Linked DNA regions of Mus musculus: all the other regions are linked to region 1. The links are chromatin contacts, called in public HiChIP or PLAC-seq maps. All regions are on one chromosome and are shown on one strand. The core of a region is the stretch at or near the end of the contact, and the rest is flanking DNA. Distances in the headings are between cores, read along the strand shown.

Region 1 (4,163 bases), core at 436-2,935:
TGCCCACAAGGCATAAAAAAAGAAACTCTGTTTGCTAGAACAGAGGTCTTGAGGGTCCACGCTAATGTGAGGTGACCTGGGGAATAGCATCCCACAGCCAGGTTGCCAGTATCTCCAGCTGGAAGCTGCACTGTTGGGTAGAGCTGAGATCCACAAGCATCATCAATTTATAGAGGCTTCCATTATGATCATTCATGAAGCAACGTGTGTCATCTGCAGAAGAAGATCTGTATGCTGTTGTGGAACTCAAATTTACTGATTCCTTTATTCGGGTCTATAAATTCTGGTTATCGATTGTCCTACTGACTTACTGCTTTCTCGGGCCTGTGACCAGTGGCTCTTCAGAAACTCCTGGGAACAGGGAGTGATATACACCCAAAGGTCACCCACATATTTAAGAAACAAAATTCTTTGCTTGGGAGCACTGTCTTCTAGGCACGACATGGTAATTACATGTCTGAGCTCACAGCCGTTGTGATGACCTACACCGGACAAGGCCATCAGCATCTTAGGAGGGAAGAGGGGCTCTAGAGACCCAACTCCTCTCTGAGGAGCTCTGAGCAGCTCATGGCTACTGGGGGAAGGGAAAACACTTTCTTCAGTGGTGTGACCAACACTAAGTTGCCTGTGTTCCAGTAAACAACCTTTCATCCTCTAAGCATCCTAGTGAAATGCACCGGGCCAACGGCAACAAAAAACAACATGAAAGTTGAAAGGGGGGAGTGGGTGTTAGGAAGAGGGAGGGGACCAGGTTGGATGGGGTGGGAACAAGAGAGAGTGAATATAGCAGATGCTTTAGATGTGTGTATGGAAATACAGTGAAACTATTATGTATAATTAATATATTATTATGTTACTATGTATAATTGATATATTCCTACCACCCTGCTGTGTCTTTAGCCCGCCATCTTTCTCCTCCCCTTTCTTTCTGTCAAATCTGTGCTATAATGATCGGGTATTTGACTCTCTCAAAATACCAGAACCTGCTCTGCCCCATTTTCCAGGAACATAGTTCTCAATATCGGGGAGACTCTTCTGCACCATTTCAACCTGCTATTCGGGGTCCTTTTTCTTGAGTCTTTTGCTCAGTCCCCAGGCAAGGAAGCAGAAACCATTATCCAGAAATAGCCTGATCACGTTAAATCTTTAAGTCTACTAAACGGTCGCAAGCTGGGGTCCCAGCATCAGCACTGACAGCGAAAACAGGGGCCTGGGTGACAAAGCCCTTCCCTCTGAACTGTCACCACAGAATACTGTCCCTGCTGGATCGCATTCTTAGGGCCGGTACGGCCAGCACCAGATGGCTCAGATTCACCTGTGAAGCCAGGCCTGCTGAGAGACTTCATCTACGTTTGTGTTTTGATCCTTTGGAATCTGCAACCAGAGCCCCTGGCAGCAAACGTCCTTCTCCGCCAGTTCAAGCAAGAAAATGTACCTGCCGTGGTCGTGCTTGCTTCACTAGGCTGCTGACTTATTTTAAGAACTAAATCTCTCCTGTTACTCTATTTTCCTCTCTCAGGAGGAGTGTGTGAGCTCCAAGACTGATTTGCAGCCAGGGCAGGCAATCTCTTATGTGGTGACCTAGCGCCACCTACTGACTACTCACTTAACTGCAGCCAAGAGGACAACGAGGTCCTCTTGTAAGGAAAGTTTTCTCCGAATTCTTCTCTACTTACTCACCAGACTTTGCCTGGCAGTCTTGTGCTGTGCCCTTTTTATCTTTAATGTAAACAAGCGACGACTGTGTCACCAACAAGGAAGCTGGGCGAGTTCTTCACTTGCCAGCCCTGCCCCACCCTTTCTCCTTAGCAGCTGTTGCTTACAAATGATGAACTCAAGGCAGAGAAGCCGATGTGGTCTCCAGGTGTCCCCAGCACAGACACGGAGAGAGGTGGCCCTCTTGTCTTTATTTAGCCTTCCTGACCATGGTCTCTGAACTTGGAGTACAAGAATATTCTCCCAGTACTCTGCTCTTCACGTGCAAGAAAGAGGTAGAAGGTGTTTTCCACGGTAGCCTCTCAACACTTACTCAAAATAGAAGTCTTATTTCTAATAGATGCAGATGTCTCTCTTATGCTCAGGCTCACACCAGGGGCAGCTTATAAAAGCAGATACCATACAAGCTTATACACATATGCAGGAAGTGCTGCTGATTGGCTGATTTGGGTCAAAGCTCATTTTGGCTAACTATACAGAGCAGTTCTAACTAACCTCTGTTGTGCTCAGTTTCCAAGAGCAAAGAATTTAAGAGAATATGCAATCAACTTGCACATAAGGAAGTTTCCTTATAATACTAGTAACAGCGCAAAATGGCAGGCTAGCCACGTAAGAGTTACTTAGGCTTAACGTTATACCTAGGCCTTAACATTCCATCTAGCCCTTCAGTTCTACCTAGTCCTTATCAGTTCAAATGCATCCTCTGGTCTCCACATGTATGGCACTGCTATCAAAGGAAATTTAAAAAATACATGATCATGAGAGAAAAAACAAAAGAGAATAGATAGGCTTCTGGACAGGCGGCCTCTACAGCCCTTGCTGATGCTCTGTCGCTGCATGAAGCCCGAGCTGGTTCAGCACTGCCAGCTCCAGACTTCCAGTGCCTTACAGATATGTAGAGACTGAGATTTCTTGACCTTGGCACCACTGGGTCAAAGCGGTCTGTGTTACTGTGAAGCTGTCTGCTCACCACAAGCATCTAACAGTACCCCTATCTTTTGCTGAGGAAATGCCAGTCGCAACCCCAACCCCCGACTCCATCCTGTTACAACTATCAAAGTGTCTGCAGGTATTGCCATTGTTTCCCTGGGCTGGGAGGTGCAAAACCACCCCTGATTGAAAACCCTGGGTCTGGAGCTCAGGTTCCCAAGCTTGAATGTAAAATGATCCCCATAGTCTCGTGTATTTAAACGTTTGGTCCCAGTAGGTGGCGCTGTTTGGGGATATATATATATCAGGAGGATTCTGCATGGGTGAATAACGCTGCCCCCAGAAGACGTAAGTTATAAATAATGATCTCAGAGCCAGGCAGGCAATCCCTCCCTGTGAGTTATGGTTAAGGGGGCCCCCAGAGGCACCCGGCACAACACAGGCTGCTGCCATTGCTCTTGGTTGCCCTCCAGAACTAGATGGTGAGACCCCATTACCGAAGGTACCTCTCCCTTATGATGCACAACATAGAGAAACAACCCGAGCTGGCCAGGGAACTCTGCTGGCTTAGCTTACCCAGGCCAGAGGTCCTGTGCCAGTCTCTGGAGGAGAAAAGTCACCAGCAGTCTTACACAGCTGTGATCCTCACTGCACTGACCTGGTGGCTGGAAGTGCTCGCTGGAATTTAGAGACATGACAGCTAAGCAGGTAACCAACCGTTCTCAGGTCGGATGTGAGGCCTGCTCCACAGAAGGAAATTCATCCTTGACATCCTTGGTGCTGTAAACCCGGTCAAAAGCCCAAGACTGAGGCGATCACAGGCCTGTCTAGGGGTTGTGGGCTACCTGCTGCTGCTGTTGTTGATGATGGTGGTGGTGGTGGTGATGATGATGATGATGTTTTGGTTTGGCTTGGTTTGGCTTGGTTTGGTTTGGTTTGGTTTTTGCTTTTGTGCTAAGTGGTCATACTATCACACTACCTTCTAAATATGTATGTCTGTGCCCATAGATTCCTGCTTCCCTCACCTTTAGTCAGAGGAGCTTCCTTTGGCCGTGGGTCGTGGTTCATGTAAAGATTCATAACAGGTCAAAGTGCCAAGTATAAATAACTGGGCACTCGGCTACAGATGGATCATCCACACCAACCTCCCACAATCCAGTGCTCAGGGAACTTCACAGAAGGGGCAGATGGAATGTCAAAAGCTGGAGACTGGGGGTAGGGGGAGAGAAGGGGAGAGAATTGCGAAACACTCACTTTTTAGGCATGAAATGGCTGTTGCATGCATGGAATCACATTAGCTGTGGTTACCAGCACAAAATCGAGCCAGTCAAAATTACAGCATGGGCCCCACCACCACACAGGAGAAGCTATGAGGTAGCTGCCGAGGGACCAGGCCACTGAACGGTTGCTCATGCCCTAGTGGGTGGTCCACGTTCATGTGCGTATGGGCAGCACCTGTTGTGTTCAAGGGGTGATCGATAACAAAAAAAAGTAAAAGACGCGAAGGGGAAAGGAGA
Region 2 (4,163 bases), core at 470-2,969, 490 kb before region 1:
ACTGCTGGCTGTGGGGCAGGGTTGCTCTGACCAGGTGGTCCTTCCTGAGTAGGTCCTTGTGAGAATCATGGCATGCTTTGCCCAGCTCTTCCCCATCACACTTGGCTGGACCACCTCTTCCCAAGCCTTACAATTGGACCTCAAACAACATCCCAGTTAGGATCCAGCAGGAAGAGCTCAGTGCGACAACTTCCTCACTGCTGTGCTGTATGTCACCACAAAAAGAGGTCAATTCACATCATCCCCTTCGTGGCTAAATAGCTCAGGAGCAGCAACAAGCTGATTCCTGAGCCCTGCAGCCACAGTCAGGCCAACCATTCCTTATTCAGTCTGTGCACAGCTAGTCAACCTCTCCAGAGAGGATATATATATATATATTTTAACTCGAGACTGATATGCAGGTGTAATCCCATGGGGACCATTTGTCACCCTTCTGGCCAGCAGCTCTGTGAGACACTAATATTAGAATCAAGTTTCCTCAGCCTTTGAAAACTTTAGTATAGAATGAGATTACACAGTCTCAATTCCCCTCTTAAGAAACTTGCTTGATCTCCTAAGTCCCACAGAGGATAATCTCTCGCAGGACAGCTCAGGTGACAGTACACTCTTTCTCCATTTCAGGGGGATGACTGCAAATCCGTGTCCTGGTCAGGAAGGTCACAGAATGAGCCCAGGTTAGATAAGCAGGACACATCCTTCATCTAGCTTTTCTCCCTGGAGGAGAGAGCATATTATTGAATATCCTTGAAAATATTTGCAAAAAGTTCATTGTGAGGAAGGTGAAGTGATTTAGGAGAATTAGAGACCAGCAAATCTGTGTTTGAATCCCAGTTCTTTTTAGACTGAGACTGATGAATTAGCTTATTCTTCAACCTATCTGAGGCATGACCTCTGCCTCTGTTAAAAAGAACAATGGCTGTCAGCCTTTGGAGGGCCTTGTAATGATTAGTCATATGTGTTTGAAGTGTCTGGCCCAGAGTAAGCTTTCAATGCGACCTGGTTATTCTTAGGAGTGGAGTAATCGGGGGTTTATTTAGAGGTTCTTGGATGGTATGGGCAGAGATCAGTGGGGATGAGGCTCAAGTTCTTCCCTGAGTGTTCTCTGGGGAATGGCCAGACTGAGGACAGGACCCAAGACTACACGACCCATCAAACTGCCCAGTGGTGGCATCTCTCTGGCATTAAGAAAAGTTGGTAGTACATTGGCCAGTAAGAATAAGAAGATATGGAGTGACAGTTATGCTGTGTAGCTGGAGCTTGGCCAGCATTACAAGGTCCCTATTACACCCACCTGGCCCAGCCCATCTCCTGGAGATCCTTCTTCATAGGTGCCATGACTCTATGCAAGGTGACAAGAAGAAGATGTAAACCAATGTGGCCTTATATGGTTTTATCAGAATGTCATAGCTTTTCCCAGAAAGAAGCCAAGGTGTAGCTCATATCTGTACACCTTGAGCCCTGGCGTCCTCCAATAAATGGGTAGACAGCCATGTTTGGCCATCTAGCTTTATTTTTATTAATAGAAAGTTTGGTAATGTCATTTGAGAGAAAAATAAAACTCTGGCCAAAGAGGGTATATATTTTAAGATGACACACACTATATTTAGCAACTGGGATTATGCCCCTTGGGAGACATGAAAGAAGAGGAAGCGAGATTAGAGCTGACATCTGGCTGGGGCAAATGTCATCTCCCAAAGTGGCCATACTCATCACAGGCCCACACCAGTGCCAAGGAGGAGTGAGAAGGCAGGACAGCCAGAGCTCATCCAGTACCAGATGCTACTCCTGTTCCAGGTGTTGAGAGATGATCACTACAGGCAGGCCTGGACCAGTTAGGGAGGAGGGCCAGGCAATGACACGCACTCACAGGCTGACTCTTCATGTGTTCACCAGTGTTTAATGTTTAACAATTGATAAGAAACCATCGAGCATAAGGAGGTTGACATACTTCCCCTCTGAAGTACAGTCTAGAATTCATCAAGGTTCTCCATGGGCTGACATCATTGTTTGAAGAAGAACTGGCTGGGCAGTGTGCTAACTTGGCATGTAGTTATCAACTGTTTATGCAGACGATATGATCTGCCCTTGAATAATTTATAAATTAAAAGTTTATTACTGCTTCCCAGAAATTGAATGGTCATAACCAAAACAACAATGCTTACCTGCTTATTGTTTTGGGGTAGGTGTCTTCTATTTCTTACCTCATTTTATTCCCATGGTATCCATGTAAAATTTACTGACTATCCCTTGACATTTGAATACAAACATTGTGGGGGTCCAGACCTTATAATAATCTTGTAAAAATATAAAAAATTACGTTAAGAGATTTAAAAATTCCTATACCCAAAGAAAAAGCACAGCTAACATTTTAATGATGTTAGTTCCACCGTGTGCATGCATATTTTAAGTTGTTGTAATACTATATGCAAAAATGTCACATAGTGTTTATTCAACTAAAATTCTTCTATAAGTATTTACTATACAAACAGCTTATCTATGCAATTTTCTGTACAAATATCATTTGAAAACTACAAAGCATTACTTTGAGAGCTACACCTCAAGATGTTTAATGAATTCTCAATATTTGGTATTTCCTGATTCTCAGATTTCTCTGTTGCACTGTTCCAATGAACACATCTTTAGATATACCATATTTTGGGAGGGCACTTGGGAATTTGCTTGCACAAATGAAAACAGACAGCATGGCCATCTGGTTAGCCCACCTAGGCACGCTCAGCTTTTGAGAGTTCTTACAAAGAGTCATGACAAGGAGGCCAAGCAAGAGTATCAATACAACCAAGAAAACAAAAGCATTGGACACTTAAACCCCAGGTTTCTCCATGAAAACTCAGCCATGTCTGTGTAGGCTTTCAGAGACCCATTGAAACTAAGAATTTAAATCAGTGGTTGCAAATTTTCACAGGAGAACCACTGTAAGAGTTTGTCAAAAGTATTAGGGCAGAGCCTAGATATCCACATTAAAAATATATTTAAAAAAAAAAACAGTGGGAGAGAAGAAAACAATGACAATTGTCCTATCCTGGTGTCAACTTGGTAGTCTTATTTTGAAGCTTTGAAAACTTCTGTGTAATACTTTTTACCCTGAGAGGAGATGATTGCCAAGTTCTGTCTGTCCCACAGCATGAAGAGGGTCAGTACAGCAACCAGGGTGATGAGAGCAAATGTGCATATGGCTTCTGAGTGAGATGCTGATTGAAAGAACCAGGAGTTGAATGGCACATAAGATCACATGAAGTCAGATGTAGGCATTTGCTCCATTGCCCTTGACTCTGCATAGAGAGACCTGGTGACACTACCCTTGGGCCATGTAGAATGTCCACAGTAAACATCCATTTTGTTTTAGGGATATGGAGAAGGGACCAGCCCTTTAACTCTGGTTTACACAGAATATGCTGGTAAAGTTTAGCTGGAAGTGGTGATCAACAGCTAGATAGGGTTGGAGCTCAACTTGGCAACATTCATTACTGTGTTTGGCTTCACAGAGGCAATTCCAAACATGGCCATGGTGAAGCTATCAGTGCATCTGCTGGAGAATTTGGGTCAACCAGAAGTGTGTCGTCTGGGAGAACTGTGTGAGGGTCAGCTTTATGCTCTGGGATCAGGTCCCCTCTTGCAAGATGACATCAGTTTTCTGGGCTTCAGTTCTAATGACTTCCAGATGTTGTGGGTCCCATGTGCAGCCTAGAGAATGCAGCCTCCACATGCCGCTGCCCCAAGGCCCCACCTGGGACTGACGCACTTCACTGGCTTTCCCTTCTTCTACCATCACGGTTCATCAGGAAAACAGGTCAGGTCTGCCTCTGAGACTGTGTGGACAGCTGGCAGATAATTCAGAGAGCAAATTCCAGCCTGCTTGCAATTGAGGCTCCCCAGTTAGCTGGCCAGCTTGAGTCCTCAGGATGATTGCCTTGCCTTGGGGTGTACATGAAGGAAAGCAGATGCAACTCCCTCTTGCATAGTGGGGTTCTGTTAGCTACCTAAAAACATTAGAAGGCAAGAAATCTATAGAAAAGGTAGAGGATGCTCGCCCTGTCTAGAGATATGTTGCTATGGTGATTTGAAGTCACTCACCTATCCATGGCTTTATTCTAGAGTAAGCAATGAAGTCAATGCTGAGAAAAGCTCAAAAGGAAAGAAGAGTA
Region 3 (4,163 bases), core at 1,173-3,672, 460 kb before region 1:
GCACTGGCACCGGCTGAGGACATCTCCAGCAATCTCCTCTACATTTGACTAGCGCCATTGCTGATGTGCATCCTATTCTCTGATGCCATCCAAATTCTGCAGTCATCATGAGAGATAATTGTTAGTCCTTCTCAGGCATGCTTCCTTTATCCTCAGCGGATCTCATTCTCCTGTTGGTCACCTCACTACGTTGATCGAAACCTCCCTAGGCACTGCCTCTTGTCCTTTCTCTTTCTACCCTGTTATTTGAGTCCCATTTCCTCTACAATTATTCACTTACGTAGGTGATCCAGGACCAGAGTGATTCATTCATTCCATTGTACCAGTATTTTAGTGAAAGTTAATGGGTGAACTGCCCAGGTGGGATAGTATCAGATAGTAGATCATTGGAGCAGAACATCAGGTGGTGAAAGTCAAGCTTACTGCCAAACTATGTTTCCACTTCTGGGTTATTTCCTTGAGCAGCTAGTTACAAAGTGATGTCATGGGATATTTGGGGATCCATGGTCATGTTCAAATAGGATATTTGGTGTTACTTTCTATTATAACTACTTACAGAGAGGAACCTAGAAAATACTGCTATGGCCTTTCCAGAAGCAGGCAGCTAGCACCTGGAAAGACAGAAATAACCCAAGACTATGGTCTTCTTTGATCTGTGACAATTTTCTTAGTTCTAGGAATTCAGGATTTCAGAATTGTGGCGCTTAGAGAACTGCTGGAAGTCATCTTTGGAAGGTGACCACATTTTTGATTCTGTTGCAGCTGAGAAAAATGGCTCCCCTCAGAGCTCTTTGGGGCTGACGGGGAACCCGGGTTTCCTCCCTCCCACATCAAAATATTGTGTGTATCAATCAAACCATGTATCCCTGGTGTAAGTGTGCATGTGTGAGAGAGGCTTTAGATATGTTTTCTGTTCTGGAAGGTTCTCTGGCAGAAGATCAGAAGATCTAATCTCCTAAATCACATTCTATTACCAATTGCCTGTTGACTATAGTCATCATCTACCCATCTGTAAGATAAGTAGTTCATACACACGTTGTCCTGGATCAATAAGCTGTCCAGAACATACAGGAGGATTTATGGTTAAAATGGTTGAAATGGTTGAAAAAGGAAACGAGGAGGCTGGGCGTGGTGGTGCACACCTTTAATCCCAGCACGTGGGAGGCAGAGGCAGGCAGATTTCTGAGTTCGAGGCCAGCCTGGTCTACAGAGTGAGTTCCAGGACAGCCAGGGATATACAGAGAAACCATGTCCCCCCAAAAAACAAAACAAAAAAGGAAACAAGGAAAGGGACTTTCCTTATTTTTGACTTTACAAAGTCAAAGCCATGTTTACCAAAACACATCCTAATGTATCGTCCCTCTAACACCCAGGGCTTCCTGCTTCCCACTCCCCAACCTCTGAGCCAGGACAGTCTTGGCCTTTACAGGTAACACTAGAGATGAGAATGACCTTATGATGGAAATGGCAACCTCTAGGCTGCTACCTGACAGAACACTGGGACAAGTGATCTCCTATGACCTCCTACTGATGCCTGTCTCTTAGCATAAAAATTCTGGTTCTAACCTGATCCCTTAACCATACAAAGGCTATGGGAAATAATGGTGTGAAGGAGGACACACACAGAGAGAGGAGTACACACAGACTATTCCATGTGGTGGCTAATGAAAGAAAACATGCCTGACTTTCCTCTTAGCACCTCCGTTACTCCTCATGCTCAAGCCTCTATTAAAATAATGTCAATAAAATTTCTAACTTGGGAAAGGGAGAAAGAATGGAGAGGTGGAGAAAGGAGAAAAGAAGAAGGAAAAGCACGTGAGCATATAGAAGATTCGGAAACGTGAGCGAGAGTTTCATGACATGGAAGATCGAGTTGATAGAACAGTCTGAAGACCAGAGCAAATAACCAAATGTCACTATCACTAATACAAGAGATGGAAATAAAGTTCCCTCGGAGTGAGCCTGCTTACAGCACGGGGGCTGCATCTCCTATACAGAGCATTCAGAATCCAGTACCTGGGACCAACATGGAGGGAGAGTTCTGGTCACGTGATGCAGAGACTTTTCATCAATCTAAGCCTGTTATTTCCCCACTCTGCTCTGGGTAGGAACGCTGCTGGCACTTCTACGTCAGCCACAGCTGTGTTAAGGAGGTCAAGGAAATGTGGGGAAAAGGGCAATTGTCTAGGGAGAGGAGTAGAAATTCCCAGGCAGCATTTTTTCTTTCCCCTAAATTTCTCTGGGAACTGTCTTACTGTGTCACCGTCAGTTTCTACTGGGTCATAAGCAACTCTTCTGCAAGCTGCTGGATCTATAAGATCCCCCAAGGCAGAACCCTAACCCCCTCTGGGGTGTGAGAGTTCACTGAACAGCCTCGTTCATGGCCATGAGCTTGGCACAGCCACAAGCCAGCGCCATTCCAGTACCATGTGATATCAGCAGGGTTACTCACTTGGTTGCCCTCCAGCAGGGCAGCTGGGGACACCTCCCTAGAGTGACTACAACATTCATCACTGAGATGACTCAGCCCAAGCTTCCCTCTGCCTGAAAAGGGAATCTGGGGCTGAGCGTGGGGTGAGAGGTGTCCACACTAGACCCATCTCTGTGCCCCTCACTTGCGAAGCACATAGCATAAGACTCAGGTCAGTGTATCAGAAGCAGAGAATGTACCATGAGTTTAGTCCAGAGGTATGTGTGGCAGGTAAGGCTGTGCTTACAGAAGTTCAAGGACGGCTACTCAGCTGCCTAAGGACAATAGCATCTCAGATGTCCACCCATTCCATCTCACTGATTCCAGTGTTCTGTCTTTGCTAGGCGAGGGCTTGTCCATTCTGGATCCCTGATATGTTACTGGGTAAGGCTCTTCCCCCTCACTGCTTGTCTCAAAGAAGTAATTCAACTAAGGTGGAAATTTGTTTGGCTAAGTAAATTAATGCCTACACTACAAACAGGTTGGGATGTGCTGTCCTGAAAAGTGGGGCAGTAGAGTTGGGGAAATGCTTTAACACAGTCTTTGGATAGGTGCTGTCTGGTTTCTTGCCCAAGAGTGAGTCCATTCTCTTTGCACAGTTTAATGTGCACAATCTCTAAGGCTACATGTGCTGCTCATTCATATTTCTGTCAATTGTAAGTGACAGTCCCATTTCTCTAATAGAATCATATGCTTCCTTCAAAAGCACCTGCTTCTACCGACAGCTGGAGCACCACGGCATCCCACACTGCACTAACCACATGGCAGGTGCTTGCTCAATACTTACTGCATGGTGGCCTCCGATCTTCAGTTCCCAAGGGAGAGAGATTTTCCACACTTTACTCTAACCGAGCTTTGAATCTCTTTAGAAAGAGCTTTGAACGAAAGCCTTGGTTTTATTCAACACCTCGTGTGTTCTGGGCTCTCCACGCTCCTGTGCAGATCTTCTCTCAAAGGTCTTCCCACAACATGTCCTTGAACTCACTATTCTGCCAATGTTCCTCCGATAACCCAGGTTCCAGCATGACCTTCTTTGGCTTTCCAGAGTTTCTGTATCATTCTCGGTGTTAGTTATGTTTCTGTTACTGCACTGAAATACCAGGGACACAGTGACCTAAGGAAGGGTTTCTTGCCAGGCAGTGGTGGCGCACACCTTGAATCCCAGCACCCGGGAGGCAGAGGCAGGCAGATTTCTGAGTTCAAGGCCAGCCTGGTCTGCAGAGTGAGTTACAGGACAGCCAGGGCTACACAGAGAAAACATGTCTCTAAAAACAAAACAAAGCAAAACAAAACAAAAAAAAAAGGAAGGGTTTCTTTTGGCTTAGGGTTTAAGAAAGCTAGATGTTCATAATGGTGGGAAAAGCAGGGTAGGAAGAAGCTGGCTGATCACACTTCAACCATGCACAAAGAGCAAAGATGGAGGGACAGACAGACAGGCAGACAGACAGACAGATAGATAGAGAAGTAGCGTAACACTATAAACTTTCAAAGCCCATCTTTAGCCAGGCTCTACCTCCTAAAAGTCCCACGATCTGCCCGAACAGTACCACCTACTGGGGACCAAGCATCCAAATACATGAGCCTGTGAGGGAACGTCTCTTGTTCAAGTCATTATATTCTCTGTCAGAGCCCTCAGCATGTTACAGTACACTGCCTGTCTCCCCTAGAGCTGAATGATCAGCCATATGCAATG
Region 4 (4,163 bases), core at 1,007-3,506, 420 kb before region 1:
TTCTAATAAGTATCCAGGTGATGAAAAAGACTACCACCCCAAGGATCAGGCCACGGTCCAGCCAATCCAACAGTTCTGTCTCTCAAGAGCAGTCTGAGAATCCAGTAGTTATTCAGTCCACATAATGGGTATCTGAGCTGGTCTTCAGTCTAGAATCCTGAAGAAGTGGATTCTAATGCCAGTGAAACAAGAGCCAGGGCAGTCAGGCAAAGAACAAATGTTCCTCTTTCTCTTCTTTTCAATGGGCTGCCACTGGGTGTGATCCAGACTCAGGGTGGGTCCCTCGACCCTGATTACTATTTGAGGAAACAGTTTCTAACTGAGGACAATCACAGTCTGGGATGACCCTTGAGCATTTAGTTCATTTCAGATGTAGTCAAACTGACAAGCAAGAACAGCCGTAACCTGTTATTTCTGAAAATACCACCAATTTCCCTTCTTCATCCTCCAGTGGGTCTCTGAATGACTGTGGTCTTTGCTGTTGCTTTGAATCATGGGTTGCTTAAATTAAACCATTAGAAAGAAGTTTAAGGCTAAGATGAAGCTCGGTGGTAGAAGACATTGCCCTTTATAATTCAAAGGTCAGAAAAACTGGGCAGGAAAAGGATAAGCAACTCATTTACATTTATATTTGTAGTGTAGAAAGGGCAATACTCTACAGGGTTCATGGCACATAGGAAATCTTCATAAGACAGGACTTTGACCTGTACTGTAAAGTCCCCTTCATGGGAGAATGTGAGGTTTACAGGTAGGGGGACCTAAAGGGCACTGTGAGGTTTGATTGTCCTAGTGATCAGAATTTCAGCATGCATGTAGTCAGCATTACATGAGGTACGAGGTGGGTGGCACACAGCCATGGGTACTGTATAGGCCCTGTGCTTTACACAGCAAGGATCCATGGATGTGGTGACAATTCAGCTGATTCCATGCATTGAAAGCTGATGCTTTGACAACACTGTGAAGGGTGGGTTGGAAAACAGTGGGATTGTGTTGACTAGCTCCCTCATTTCCAGACATAATGAACAGACGATGGGCAGAGGGGCAGGGTAGAAGTGGTCCTAGAAAAGAGATGAAGGTCTGAGCTGTGCTCTCTTCTTCCTGTGGCCTCTCAGTAGCTGAAGCACACCCAGGAACAGGCATTTAGAACCCTAGAGGAGATAAGGAACTGACAAGTTGTGTCTACAAACCTTGGGGACACACTACAGATATCGATGTAAACAATATTAAGCCTCTGATGGTTTTCAAATTCCTACAAGGATATTTTAGAAATCAACCTGGCCATCAAAACTCAGTGTTCACTGACGTGTTTGGGGAAGGACTTACGTAATTTTGATGTGAAGACTTCTAAACCCTCCAAGACAGATATTCTATAAACAGAAGAGTTCCACCACAAGCAGGCCTCTAATATAAGAGAGAGAGAGAGAGAGAGAGAGAGAGAGAGAGAGAGAGAGAGAGAGAATCTCAAACACTAACCATGCTTTCCTAAAAGGGAGGGAATAAGGAACTAGATACTGTTCTTCTTGGACCATGTGGTCTGACTTCTGACTTACAATATTCAAGACCATCTTAGTTACAGCAGTCTTCAGAGAAGATGAGGTCTTAGCCCAGGAGGCCCTCAGCAGAGTCCCGGGAGAGTTGGAAGGATGACCAGAAGGTAGTGGCAGAGCATGACTTCACTAAAGCCATAGATAAGCACAGGGCAGTCGCACAGCCTCGGGCAATCTAGAGGCCAAGAGGATATGAGAAAGTGAGACTGGAATGCCCAGTCATTCTGAGCCACACCAATGCTAACAGTAGGCAAAACAGAAGAGCATGTTCTCTCTTTAAATTAAAAAGCAGGCATGGTCTTCATCTCCATCCCCACCAAAGATCACACTTCTCTCTTTTAGCTCCCACCCAGTAGCTGCTTTCCCTCTCATGAGTTAGAATGGCAACTCAGATAGTGTGCAGACTTCTAAGAGCTAGAAGAAATAAAGAGTTAAATGCCCTGGCCCCTTCTCCACCCCTAATGAGCTGAGTACTCTTTGCTTCCTTTCTTCGTTATAAAGACAAGCTATAAAATGTTGAGTTCAGAAGCCTGGGTTTCTCTCCAAGATCCCGTCCAGTTCAACAATCTCACATTTGTGTCTCTCTCCTTGCTCCATTTATTTTACTCTTTTCTTTGTTTTTTCTTGCTCATACAATCTAGCCTGTGTGAGTAATGTTCATATGCTTATGAATACAGTTGGTTCTTTGTGATCTGTAATAATAAGAGACGGATCATGTGGATAAGCCCAAATTGCAAACGCTGCTCCTGATTACAACTGAGGAACATTCCAGTCTGACTAGCAATCTAATATGTGGTTTGGGCTGCATTCATGTAGGACCCATTAGCTAGTTAGTAGGGTTGGTGTAGAGAGGTTACCTGTTCTGCCCTGAGGAGTGATCGATATTGAAGGTGAGATTCCCACATTGGCCAAATGTCTTCTGCCAATTAATGCTGGGTTTTGCCATTAGATCTGGCTAGTTTATGTGACTAATGTTTCAGTTGATGAGATGTAGCACACACTTAGGGATGGGGTGGAGGTGGAGGTAACAGACAGGAAACCACTTATTGGGAATTTTACCAGCCTAAGAGTCACAACACCAAGTAGGACCACATATTTTTGTTCCAGAATGGTTCATCTAGCAGGGCCTCTTTAAGATCTAATGTCACTTTGATGTATCCTGTGCATGTCACTGCACTAAGTAAGCTCCCTTAGATCTTTACTACATGGTATACAACCCCATAGGAAGAAGAGCTCCCATGTCCGTGCACTCCCGATTCAGAAGCCCAGAACTTCTACAACAACAATGGACAACTCCACAAATTAAATGAAAAATAAATCTTAATTAAAACACAGAGCTATCATGTTTCTTTTTCTACATAAAGTTCCAAACATCATAAAATATGACCTTCCTCAATGCCAAGAATGTTTTCTCTAAGGTATAAATTATTGCCCTTTACCTAGAAAGCTAATCTTATAATTGACTCAAGAGCTTTAAAGATCACTTCATGATATGTGAAAAATAAACAGATCATGCCTATGACAATCATGCTAGGATTATATACCCTGCTCTACTACCTAACCCCATCTCTAGTGATTTAGATTTTAACAGGCCTCTCAAGCTTAAGTGTAACATAACAGCAGTTGTAGGAATGTAGATGTCTCATATGCTCTTAAGCATAAATTTGAAGGGACTAAAAACACCATACAAAACCTAATAAAATGTATCAAATTCTTATACAAGATCATAGATGTTGCTTTAGTTTATGATATATTTTGATTTCTCTTTTGTGATCAAAATTGCATGCTCACTTAGCCCTTGGGAACTACAGTAAAGGCATCAAAGAAAGTATAAAGCAGCTATAATATTATACTCAGGGAGAGTTACCAGTAATTCCTTTTTGGTTTGCTTATTTTTATTCTCTTTTCTAAGTCCCCAAATAGCTTGATATAGCTTGATTATAAATAGATGAGTAACTATATCATGATGGTGAAAATAGAGAGATGAAAGATGATAGACAGATGAAAGATGATAGGTAGTCTCCCAGTTATCTTTAACTGCCAACGTGGCACAGCTTAAGTCTCAATTGAGGGATTGTCAAGATTACATTGGCCCATGGACATGTCTGTAGGAGGCTATCTAGGTTGGTGATTGATGCAGGAGGACACAACTCCCTGGGCAGGCAGTCTAATGTTGGATATGAAAGCTAGCTAAGCACGAGCCTGCTGTGGGAGACATGAAGTAGCATTTTTTTCCATGGTTTCTGCCCACTTTCTTGGCTATGAGTAAGGTCCATGGTTAGAAGTACTGCTGTGTTGACCTTTAAGATGGTCTGTCTTCAGGTTCTTGCTTGAGTTCTTGCCCTGACTTCCTGCCATGGTTGACTATAACAAGTAAGTTTAAATAAACCCTATTATCTCCTACATTGCTTTTGGTCAGAGTGTTTTATTACAGTAACAGACAGGAAAGTCTTTTGGGGAGATAGATAGATGATTAATTTTGTTGATGATTTTAATACTAAAATATTTAAAATTTCCTGGTTTAACTCTCTTTACTTTTATATCATTATTGCTTTTATTATAACTCAGTATCTACTTTGAAGATCAAAGAATATTTAAATTTTCTTGTTTTTAACA
Region 5 (4,163 bases), core at 912-3,411, 350 kb before region 1:
ATGGGAATGTCATGTATCTCAGTATCTCATCCAAACCTGAGGGGAGTCAACCACTGAGCTAATCAACAGCATCTTGACCATGATAAGATACATATCACTGGAAAAGAGAACTGCCCAGAAGACAGTTTTAGATGTTACCAAACTCTGGCCTTCTACCCTCCAATTCAACCTTTCAGTGATATCACTGACTTTCGAAAAGGGGGGTTCAATGACACTAAGAGAAAGGACAAAGGTCAGCCACATCTCTCTAATTGACAGCATCGAGTAAAAATCCAAATAAGTCTGCCACTGGCTTGGGTCACAGAGAGGTCACAGAAAAGAGTAGCCTGCTTAACAGGAATAGGCGGAAACTTGCAACCAAATTAGTCATGATGCAAGCTTCTCTGTCTAATTTCAAAGACTCTTAGCATATGGGAAATTCTTCAAAGAAGCAGAAAAATTGGCTGTACATTGTTTGCCCTTGGAGGCATCTTTATTAAATTATAAATAGATGCATTTTTTCCACATGAAAATCAGCACGAAGGGGAGCTTTGTTACGCTGTTTGGCTCTCTGTGCAAACTTTGCTTTTAGTTATCCTGATCATACCAAATCACCCCCACGTTCCTTCAGCATCAGGTCTTCTAAGAAGCACAAAGCACAGACAGTAAAGGCAATTCCTACCACATCACCTAAAATGTGAATCAATAGTAACAAATAATTGGGTATTCTTACATCACTTGGCCCCTGTCTAGATTCCATGGGTTCAAGTTGCTTTTCTTCCCTTGTTTTATAATATAACCCCTTATCAGCATTCTCTTTTGTTTCTTTTGGAGTGAGTCTGCTAGCCTCCAACCATCTCTTCCTCAGGTCAGGAAGGCTTCCTTAGATTCTTCCCAACTTCAATATTTAACACTCTCCTCCCAGCCCAGTTGACTTAAAAAAAAATATGTTTATCTCTAGAGTGTGTAGATCAAAACTTCAGACTTCTAAAACTCCATCCCAGCAGTAATAAAATATCTGCTGATGTTTTTAGCCATGATAAAAACTGAGTTATCTATAAAGATACATTTCAAGCATGTTCCTAGAAGTCACAGTTAAGTCTGGCAATATATAAGCTAAATGATATTACTTAGTTCTACTTTAGAGAGGGGAGAAATGAAGGTGAAAACTCAAGGACTATGCATAAGCCTGGCCGACTATTGCAATTTGAACTGAGCTTCAGAATTTCCTTCTTTTCCCTTCTTACTATACCCAGCACAAATGTCACATTGTCCTAGAATTCAGATATGGTTCAGTGAGATAAATAAATATGTTATTAAATACCAGGATATATTAGCATGTAGTTTTCAGGCACAGGTGGGTTTAGGTTGTTACAAATCCACATTTAAAAGCCACTGTTCGCTGAGTATTTACTGTGTTGTTAATAAAACTGCAAAGTTACATGTCTTTAATATATTTACCATCTCTTCCTATTCTTTACTTCAAGGATAATACAATTGTATGACAGATGTAGAAACTGAAGCATAGAAAAGTTAAAGAACTTGCACTGAGACTTGTAAGTAGTGACTTGATTCAAAAATTGACCTCATGGTATCTCTCTAGACTCCATGACTGTGCATGGATGGGTTCTTTTGCTCTATGCATGTAAAATTGATGCCCAAAGCCCTACATTAACGCAGTGTGAATTGGGAATATTCAATCATCCAGACATGCTCCCTCTTTACTTCTGTAGGATATATATATATATATATATATATATATATATATATATATATATATATACAGAGAGAGAGAGAGAGAGAGAGAGAGAGAGAATGTCAAGTAGAGCCTGATTACAAAAGAGTGTTCTGTACTATGCGTTTCCTCTTTTGACTGGTTAGTGTTAGAATGCAGCCCACAGTAAGACAAGTGTCTAGTCTTATAAATAATACATGCAATCCAAATGATCCAATTTGTATAAACCAAACTCTTTCAAGCCCTTTCAAAGAAACATGGGACAATGAAAAGAATGTGGACATTAAAGTCACATAACTGGGTTTTTGTCTGTTTTGTTATTATGTTAATGTTTAATTCTCCAGTGTGGGTACAGAAGCTCTGGTTTGCGACTCATGTTCATTACCATGGTGTGAATACTCCCATCATGACTCATTTCACAATTTCAACACTCTGCACTGGGTTGGAAAGAGACAATGACATTTGTTGACTCCCAAGTGCAAGTCATTTTCAGTACACAACTGTTGGCAGACCCTAATCTAACCCTGGCTTGAAAACCCTCAGAACAAAATCTGGGGTGAGATACTTTACCTTTCTAAGTGATGATCTCCACTTCTGTTAAGTAGAGGACATAACACTACCAGCAAGGAGGGTGTGACCAGAAGGCTGTAAGGAGGAGAATAAACATCAGCTTTTTAGCCTTCCTGAGGAAGCTATGCCTTCTGACAAAGAAACACTCTGTAAGCATAGCCTATGCCTTGGAGTCATTCAGGAGCACTCTGGTAAGGTGGATTGGCCATGTGTCAAGGCAGAAGTCCTGATGAGAACAGACCCTCACCATCCTTCTTTCCTGTTTTAAGCTGAAAGCTTTATTCCAGATGTGCTGACTCTGTCAATGCCATGTAGTAATATCATGTACCTATTTTCTATAGGTTGAAACATCCCCTCCTAGAGAGAGGAAAAGGGTCAGAGGATCTGGGAACTCACAAGTTTACAAGATCTGGGAAACTCAAAATTCACAAGACCCTTAAAGCCCCTTACCAAAAATCAGTAAGTAATTGCTAAGACAATCAGAAGCTTTGGGGGTAGCCCTGCCTGTAAGTTGCATGGAAGATACCAGTGGTATAGCTTCCACGAGTCATCACCAGTACTGAGATCAGAGTCACCCTGGTAGGTAATTCTAATAAACTCATTGTTCACTAATATGAACCTGGATGGAACAAGGTTTCTTTGGTCTGCTGTTGTCAGATCTGGATGTAATTCAAAGTAACTTCCTCAAGAACAGTTGTGGATCAAGGACAAAGCAAGACTGGTCCAATGGTAGGAATAGCAAGAGAGACAAACAAACAAACAAACAAACAAACAAATGAGATTACTAGGGTTTCTCACCTTGATCCTTGACCTTCCTGCCTGCTCCAAGGGAAATTAAGGGAGCGCCACTACTTGTTAACTATCTTAGCATGCACTGACTCTTGCACCAGGGACATGACCCATCAGCATGCCAACCCCTTTAGAGAAGTATCTGGGGAGAGGGTGCTCTGCCACTCCACATTTCCTCTAGTGCACAATTGCTGGGATGATCCAACCCCATGAAGTAGAGTCCAGACTTGTAAGCAGTGTTGTGCTGTTCAATTGTCCCCTTAGCTTTCCTTCATTTGAGTGAATCTAAATTGATCCTAGCTATTCCAAAAGAAAAAGAAATGACACCTAGCTGCAATCTTATATAGCCCTTACAATCACCTGCTACTCCTCCAAATCACATCCCCCATCAAGCAGTGGAATTGAGTTAGTATTGTGGAGAATACTCAAAAGATTGTGTTTACTCTATGCCCAGCAGAACAGTTCAAAAATGTGTTCAGTAAGAATAACATTAGTGAAGCAAGCAGCTCCCTCCCAAGCAGTGGGTTTTGAAGAAAACAAAGCATGTCGGTGGCTGTACAGAACTGAGTCCTATTGCTTGTACTAGTGAGTTTCACTGTTCAATGCAAGACTCATTATCCCAACGTCATGGACCATGTTAAATTAATCCCAACATTAAATCACAATTTTCTGTGTTGAGGAGCCACTGGGTAGTGGGCTTTTGGCTCAGCACCCAGAATTACTTGAGCCTTTGGTTTCTGTGTGTGGTAACTTGGCCACAAATACATCCTGAGATTCATTAGATAAGAAGGATATTTTCAGATTTGCATAAGTTGAGCTCAAATTTGCTGTGAACTAGAACACTCCAAACCTCAGTTTCGTTAAATGGATTTGGGTTAGTAAGAATTGAGGATCCAGAGTGTCCTCAGTTAAATTCCCCCTTAGGAAATGCCACCTCTTCACATGTTTCCCAAGGGTCTTGTTTTTCTGTCCTTTCAGCTCCTCACCAAGTATGAAAAGTGATAAAAGGAAATATGTCTGCCTAAAGTATACCCAAGATGTCCAGTTACAAAACATTAAGTAGAAATTTCTTTTTGTATGTCGAGCCAAT
Region 6 (4,163 bases), core at 869-3,368, 320 kb before region 1:
GGATGGGTAGATAGATAGATAGATAGATAGATAGATAGATAAGATTATAGATACATATATGGATGGTTGATAGAACATAGCTAGATAGATGATATGAAAAGAGTTGTGTAATTTGAGATAAGCCTTGAAGAATGAGTTCATTTGTTATCTCAAAGGTAAAGGAAGAGACAACATCTTTAGGCGTCACCACTTGCCTGGTTTTTCTGCCTAGCAGTTTTCTTCTTGATGTTAAGACCTATTACCTCGGGAACAAAAAACCACATAGATGTCCATGAAAATAGATAGGGCAAGTAACTGATCACATGCTTGCTGTGCATTAAAGAAGATGGCACTTGATGCAGAGAGAAACCTGTGATCTGGGCTAGTTTAGCATGTAGCTGAGTTCTCAGGGTTTTTAGAAGTAAACGGTCAAAGTGTTTGGGGTGGGTCTGTCAGGAGGTCTCCCAGGAAAGAGAGGGTCAGTGGGGTGATCTTTCTGGCTGTTATGCATACATTATATCAGAACAAGGAGATACTAAAAGCACAACGCACTGGGTGTGCCTGTGCGTCTTTGCAGCAAGTGGGCTTTGTTTGGAGACAGAGCAAACAAAGGGTCACCCTTACTTAATCTGGGGAGGTTCAGGGTCATGGCTCAGCCACTCCAAGCCTTGGTTTCTAGTATCACAGGGATCTCTGTGGATTAGAATAAGGTAGAAGCAACCCTCAGCCAAGTGTGAACAGCACCCTGCTTTGGGGTACTAGATATCAAGATTATTCTCATTACCAAGAAAGATAGCGGTGCATTCATCTCTTGGTGAGGTAATACAGCCCAGAAGTGGTGTTGAAGGCAGGCAAACATGAACAAGTAGATGCCACACACGGAAGGAAAAGCTGAAGCCACTCACTGCTTAGGCTTTTGGGAGCTCAGGCCTCGGAACTAAAGGATTTCTTTCCTTTGGAAACAATCTCCTGTATGTCAAGCTGGGCAATGTCTCTCAAGCTCACTGTGTAGCTGAAGAATAACCCTGATCTTCTGGTCTTTCTGCCTCTGTCCCCCAAGTGCTAGGATTACAAGTGTGGGCCCACACCCAGTTTATGCACTGCTTAGGGACTGGACCTGTGGCTTTGTGTATGGTAGGCAAGTCCTCTTCCAACAGAAATGCATCGCCAAGTATGTCCCATACACCCAACCTCCAAGAGAACTTTATATTTCTATTTCTCTATCCCACAACTGGTACATGGAAAAGTATATGAATTATATAGGCTAAAAGTTATTGTCCTTTATCAACTGTTTCTTCCACGAGCAAGAATGATAAATGGAATGTTGGGTCACTGGTATTGGCATAGATAAAATAAGCTCTAAAAATTGATAGCATGCATACCAGCCTTTCTTCTCATTGCCAAGTACCAATATATCAGCTGTCACCAAGCTGTAACAGTCCACAACTGCCAGTGGCCAGATATTGATTTCTCTTATAGTCAGCAGCAACTGAAGCTGTACACCTGTGCGCGTGTGCGTGTGTGCGCGTGCACACACACACACAGGGTTGGGGGTAGGGGAGAGAACCTCTAAACCCTACAAATGAATTAAATATGTTTTTCTTAGAAAAAGACGTTTTTATTTCTAAGACAAGATTTATTTCAAACCTTTCATTAGAACTCATGTGTGGCCTGGCAGTGGTGGTGCATGCCTTTAATCCCAGCACTTGGGAGGCAGAGGCAGGCGGATTTCTGAGTTCAAGGCCAGCCTGGTCTACAGAGTGAGTTCCAGGACAGCCAGGGCTACACAGAGAAACCCTGTCTCAAAAAAAAAAAGGAATTTGTGTTGTGTACATGTGTGCATGCCTGTGTGTGCCTGTGCATATGTGTGTCTGTGAGTGTTTGTGTGTGTGTGTGTTCATAATTTCACATATGGAGGACAGAAGTCAGCTTACATGGTTTCTTCTAATTTTTTCCATCTTATTTTCTTGAGACATGGCCTCTCATTGAACCTGAGCCACAGGATCTGCCTGTCCCCTCCCCAGTTCATTTGCAGACATGTGCCACCATGCCAAGCTTCAGCTTCTCCATGGATGCTGGGAATATGAATTCACACCCCCATGTTTGTACAGCAAATACATCACCCACTGAGTCACCACCTCAAACTTAGAACTGATTCTTGAGTGAGACTGCCAACGTTCTCATGGGGAGCTAACTACCCCGCAGTAACCCTACACTCAAGCACACAAAGGGGATTGAACTTGGCCCATGGTTTCTCTTGATTCCTAACAAGATGCTTTGTCATGGGTGTGTTCTCAACACTCCCGAGAAAGCAGGTAAGCCACCCATGGGACAAGAAGACCAACCTTCTCTTCAGATCCAATTGCATGTTCCTTTCAGAGCCGAACATTGTTATGAGTTTCACTGTTCGGCTTTCCTCCATTAGAGTGGGTAATGGAACATGAACCCTGCATGGCAAGTTCTATGATCTATGAGCAGCCCATACCCATAGCAGATTTATGACATAGGAAAAATTATGTCTTTAATATCCTTGGCTATCTCTTCTGGCTGTTTTCCTTGCTAGGCCAGCTAACCACCCTTTTAAGCAGCCTCCTTTGTGTGTTCTTTGTCCAATATTAACCCATGGTTGAAGTCTGTCCTAGTTTATTCTGGTTTAACAGTGCTTATATATGTCTCATGTTTTATTCCTTAAAAGACACAGTCTCTTCATTCATATTACACCAGCGTTTCCCTGGTGGTCATACATGAGAAAGGAACACACACGTGTGTGTGTGTGTGTGTGTGTGTGTGTGTGTGTGTGTGAAAATATTCTCAAAGCCTCCAAAAAGTGAGAATTATTGATGTCATTATACACTTGACTTCATAGTGGTTAATTACATGTTTAGTCAGGTTCCTACTGACACATATGAGCCAACCCTGATCTCCATACTTAGTGATATCATACTGACAATTTGAAGTTATCTGCGGTGAAAGCATTTACACCATGGCTATTGGCAATTGCTATATATCAGGGCTAACCTCTTCAGTCGCCTAGAGAGTCAACTTACCACCACATCCCATGCATAAGGTGTCTTAATTTAAATAGAGATGACATTGTATCTGTCTAATATTTTATTGGGTGACTTCTTCCAACATGGCATAAAATACTTTGACCACAGATATGCATATCTCAACTTGGACAAGCTCAACCATATCCGTCCTGTTCATTTATACACACTTAGCATACACATTGTCCAAAATACCACATATGAAACAAGCTTACACATAGACACATCTTACATCTTCACTTGTGTGCACACATATACACATACCTCAGAGTATAATTCAACATGAGAAAGATATTTAGAAAAAACATTTTAGTATGTTCTGTGTTAGTACATGATAGGTTGTTGTCAAAGGCTTAAAATTCCCAGAGAAGTGAATATCAACAACTGACAAGACCGGAAGCCATTTAACTACTTCAGGAAAGGGTATCATTATAACACTCATGAATCCTATCATCTTCTCAGGATAGAGGCTAAGGTTTGAAATGAAAGTTGCCTCCCTGCCCCCAATCTTTTAAAGTGCTCAAGGTATTAATAAGTTTAGTGGCAAGATTTCCTCAAGGTCTTTCCTGTGTGCTCCCAGATCACTGGAGAACCAGAGCCTGTGAGGTCCATGACTCAAGCCACTTCCTCTCCTCCTTGCCACTCTCCTGCTGGACTCAACAAAACACACAGGAATGTCACACTGGCCTGTGGCGGTCTTTAGGCCACCCTCTGCTTTTTAATCCTTTCATGGCATTTGGCATGAGCGTCCTGGCCATGCTTGGTCAGTGCTGGTCAGCATCTCTTTTAGGAGCTCACCAGGCCTTCATGTCCTGTGCCTGTAGTACTGACTTCCTACTGCTTAACTCTGGAATGAATGGAGACTTTCTCATCTCTGGTGAGTGTAATTCAGGAGCTAGAGCACTAGATGATTGGCAGCTACCAAGTCTAGTGAATGTGAAAAATAAATTTCATAGTCAACATAAGCATGAGGTGTGAGTTTCAGGATGAAGCTTTATTGTAAAAGAGAGATTAAGAGAAAGGAGATGAACAGAGCTCCCAAAACAAGAATGTGTGTGTGTGTACACATACATATATGGCTTAATTAATACTATCTGTATATATACATACTATCTGTGTATATACATACTATCTGTA

The links. HiChIP or PLAC-seq counts read pairs in DNA pulled down with a chosen protein or histone mark.
Region 2: a FOXA1 HiChIP or PLAC-seq map of pancreatic cancer cells shows a contact between it and region 1. The contact joins two enhancer-like sites. A contact is called at or near these places in 2 of 15 datasets of contacts at CTCF or cohesin (both in the NIH/3T3 cell line) and 4 of 115 datasets of contacts at active chromatin or transcription factors (embryonic fibroblasts, fibro-adipogenic progenitors, large pre-B cells and 1 more).
Region 3: an SMC1A HiChIP or PLAC-seq map of the NIH/3T3 cell line shows a contact between it and region 1, with 19 times the contacts expected there. The contact joins two enhancer-like sites. A contact is called at or near these places in 1 of 15 datasets of contacts at CTCF or cohesin (the NIH/3T3 cell line) and 4 of 115 datasets of contacts at active chromatin or transcription factors (the NIH/3T3 cell line, VIP interneurons, embryonic fibroblasts and 1 more).
Region 4: a contact with region 1 is called in a FOXA1 HiChIP or PLAC-seq map of pancreatic cancer cells. The contact joins two enhancer-like sites. A contact is called at or near these places in 1 of 15 datasets of contacts at CTCF or cohesin (the NIH/3T3 cell line) and 1 of 115 datasets of contacts at active chromatin or transcription factors (pancreatic cancer cells).
Region 5: a contact with region 1 is called in an HNF4G HiChIP or PLAC-seq map of pancreatic cancer cells. The contact joins two enhancer-like sites. A contact is called at or near these places in 3 of 115 datasets of contacts at active chromatin or transcription factors (astrocytes, pancreatic cancer cells and stem cell-derived neural progenitor cells).
Region 6: a contact with region 1 is called in a FOXA1 HiChIP or PLAC-seq map of pancreatic cancer cells. The contact joins two enhancer-like sites. A contact is called at or near these places in 1 of 15 datasets of contacts at CTCF or cohesin (the NIH/3T3 cell line), 4 of 484 Hi-C or Micro-C datasets (bone marrow-derived macrophages and embryonic stem cells) and 1 of 115 datasets of contacts at active chromatin or transcription factors (pancreatic cancer cells).

Annotation. Positions count from the first base shown.
Region 1 is chr1:183,439,718-183,443,880 of GRCm38.p6, reverse strand. No RefSeq gene overlaps it. Among named protein-coding and RNA genes, the nearest start is that of Hhipl2, 23 kb to the right of the region's middle. Within about 2 kb of position 1,685, at least 48 of the 459 cell types and tissues checked have an H3K27ac peak or open chromatin away from gene starts, as enhancers often do. A contact at or near this core is called in the NIH/3T3 cell line and pancreatic cancer cells, where this site is marked.
Region 2 is chr1:183,928,302-183,932,464 of GRCm38.p6, reverse strand. No RefSeq gene overlaps it. Among named protein-coding and RNA genes, the nearest start is that of Gm34130, 6.9 kb to the left of the region's middle. Within about 2 kb of position 1,719, at least 17 of the 459 cell types and tissues checked have an H3K27ac peak or open chromatin away from gene starts, as enhancers often do. A contact at or near this core is called in pancreatic cancer cells, where this site is marked.
Region 3 is chr1:183,903,835-183,907,997 of GRCm38.p6, reverse strand. No RefSeq gene overlaps it. Among named protein-coding and RNA genes, the nearest start is that of Gm34130, 31 kb to the left of the region's middle. Within about 2 kb of position 2,422, at least 109 of the 459 cell types and tissues checked have an H3K27ac peak or open chromatin away from gene starts, as enhancers often do. A contact at or near this core is called in the NIH/3T3 cell line, where this site is marked.
Region 4 is chr1:183,863,329-183,867,491 of GRCm38.p6, reverse strand. No RefSeq gene overlaps it. Among named protein-coding and RNA genes, the nearest start is that of Gm34130, 72 kb to the left of the region's middle. Within about 2 kb of position 2,256, at least 34 of the 459 cell types and tissues checked have an H3K27ac peak or open chromatin away from gene starts, as enhancers often do. A contact at or near this core is called in the NIH/3T3 cell line and pancreatic cancer cells, where this site is marked.
Region 5 is chr1:183,786,914-183,791,076 of GRCm38.p6, reverse strand. The region is part of intron 2 of Gm34068 (predicted gene, 34068); the gene reads right to left. Among named protein-coding and RNA genes, the nearest start is that of Gm34068, 40 kb to the right of the region's middle. Within about 2 kb of position 2,161, at least 19 of the 459 cell types and tissues checked have an H3K27ac peak or open chromatin away from gene starts, as enhancers often do. A contact at or near this core is called in pancreatic cancer cells, where this site is marked.
Region 6 is chr1:183,759,751-183,763,913 of GRCm38.p6, reverse strand. All of the region lies in intron 1 of Gm34068 (predicted gene, 34068), which reads right to left. Among named protein-coding and RNA genes, the nearest start is that of Gm34068, 13 kb to the right of the region's middle. Within about 2 kb of position 2,118, at least 5 of the 459 cell types and tissues checked have an H3K27ac peak or open chromatin away from gene starts, as enhancers often do. A contact at or near this core is called in pancreatic cancer cells, where this site is marked.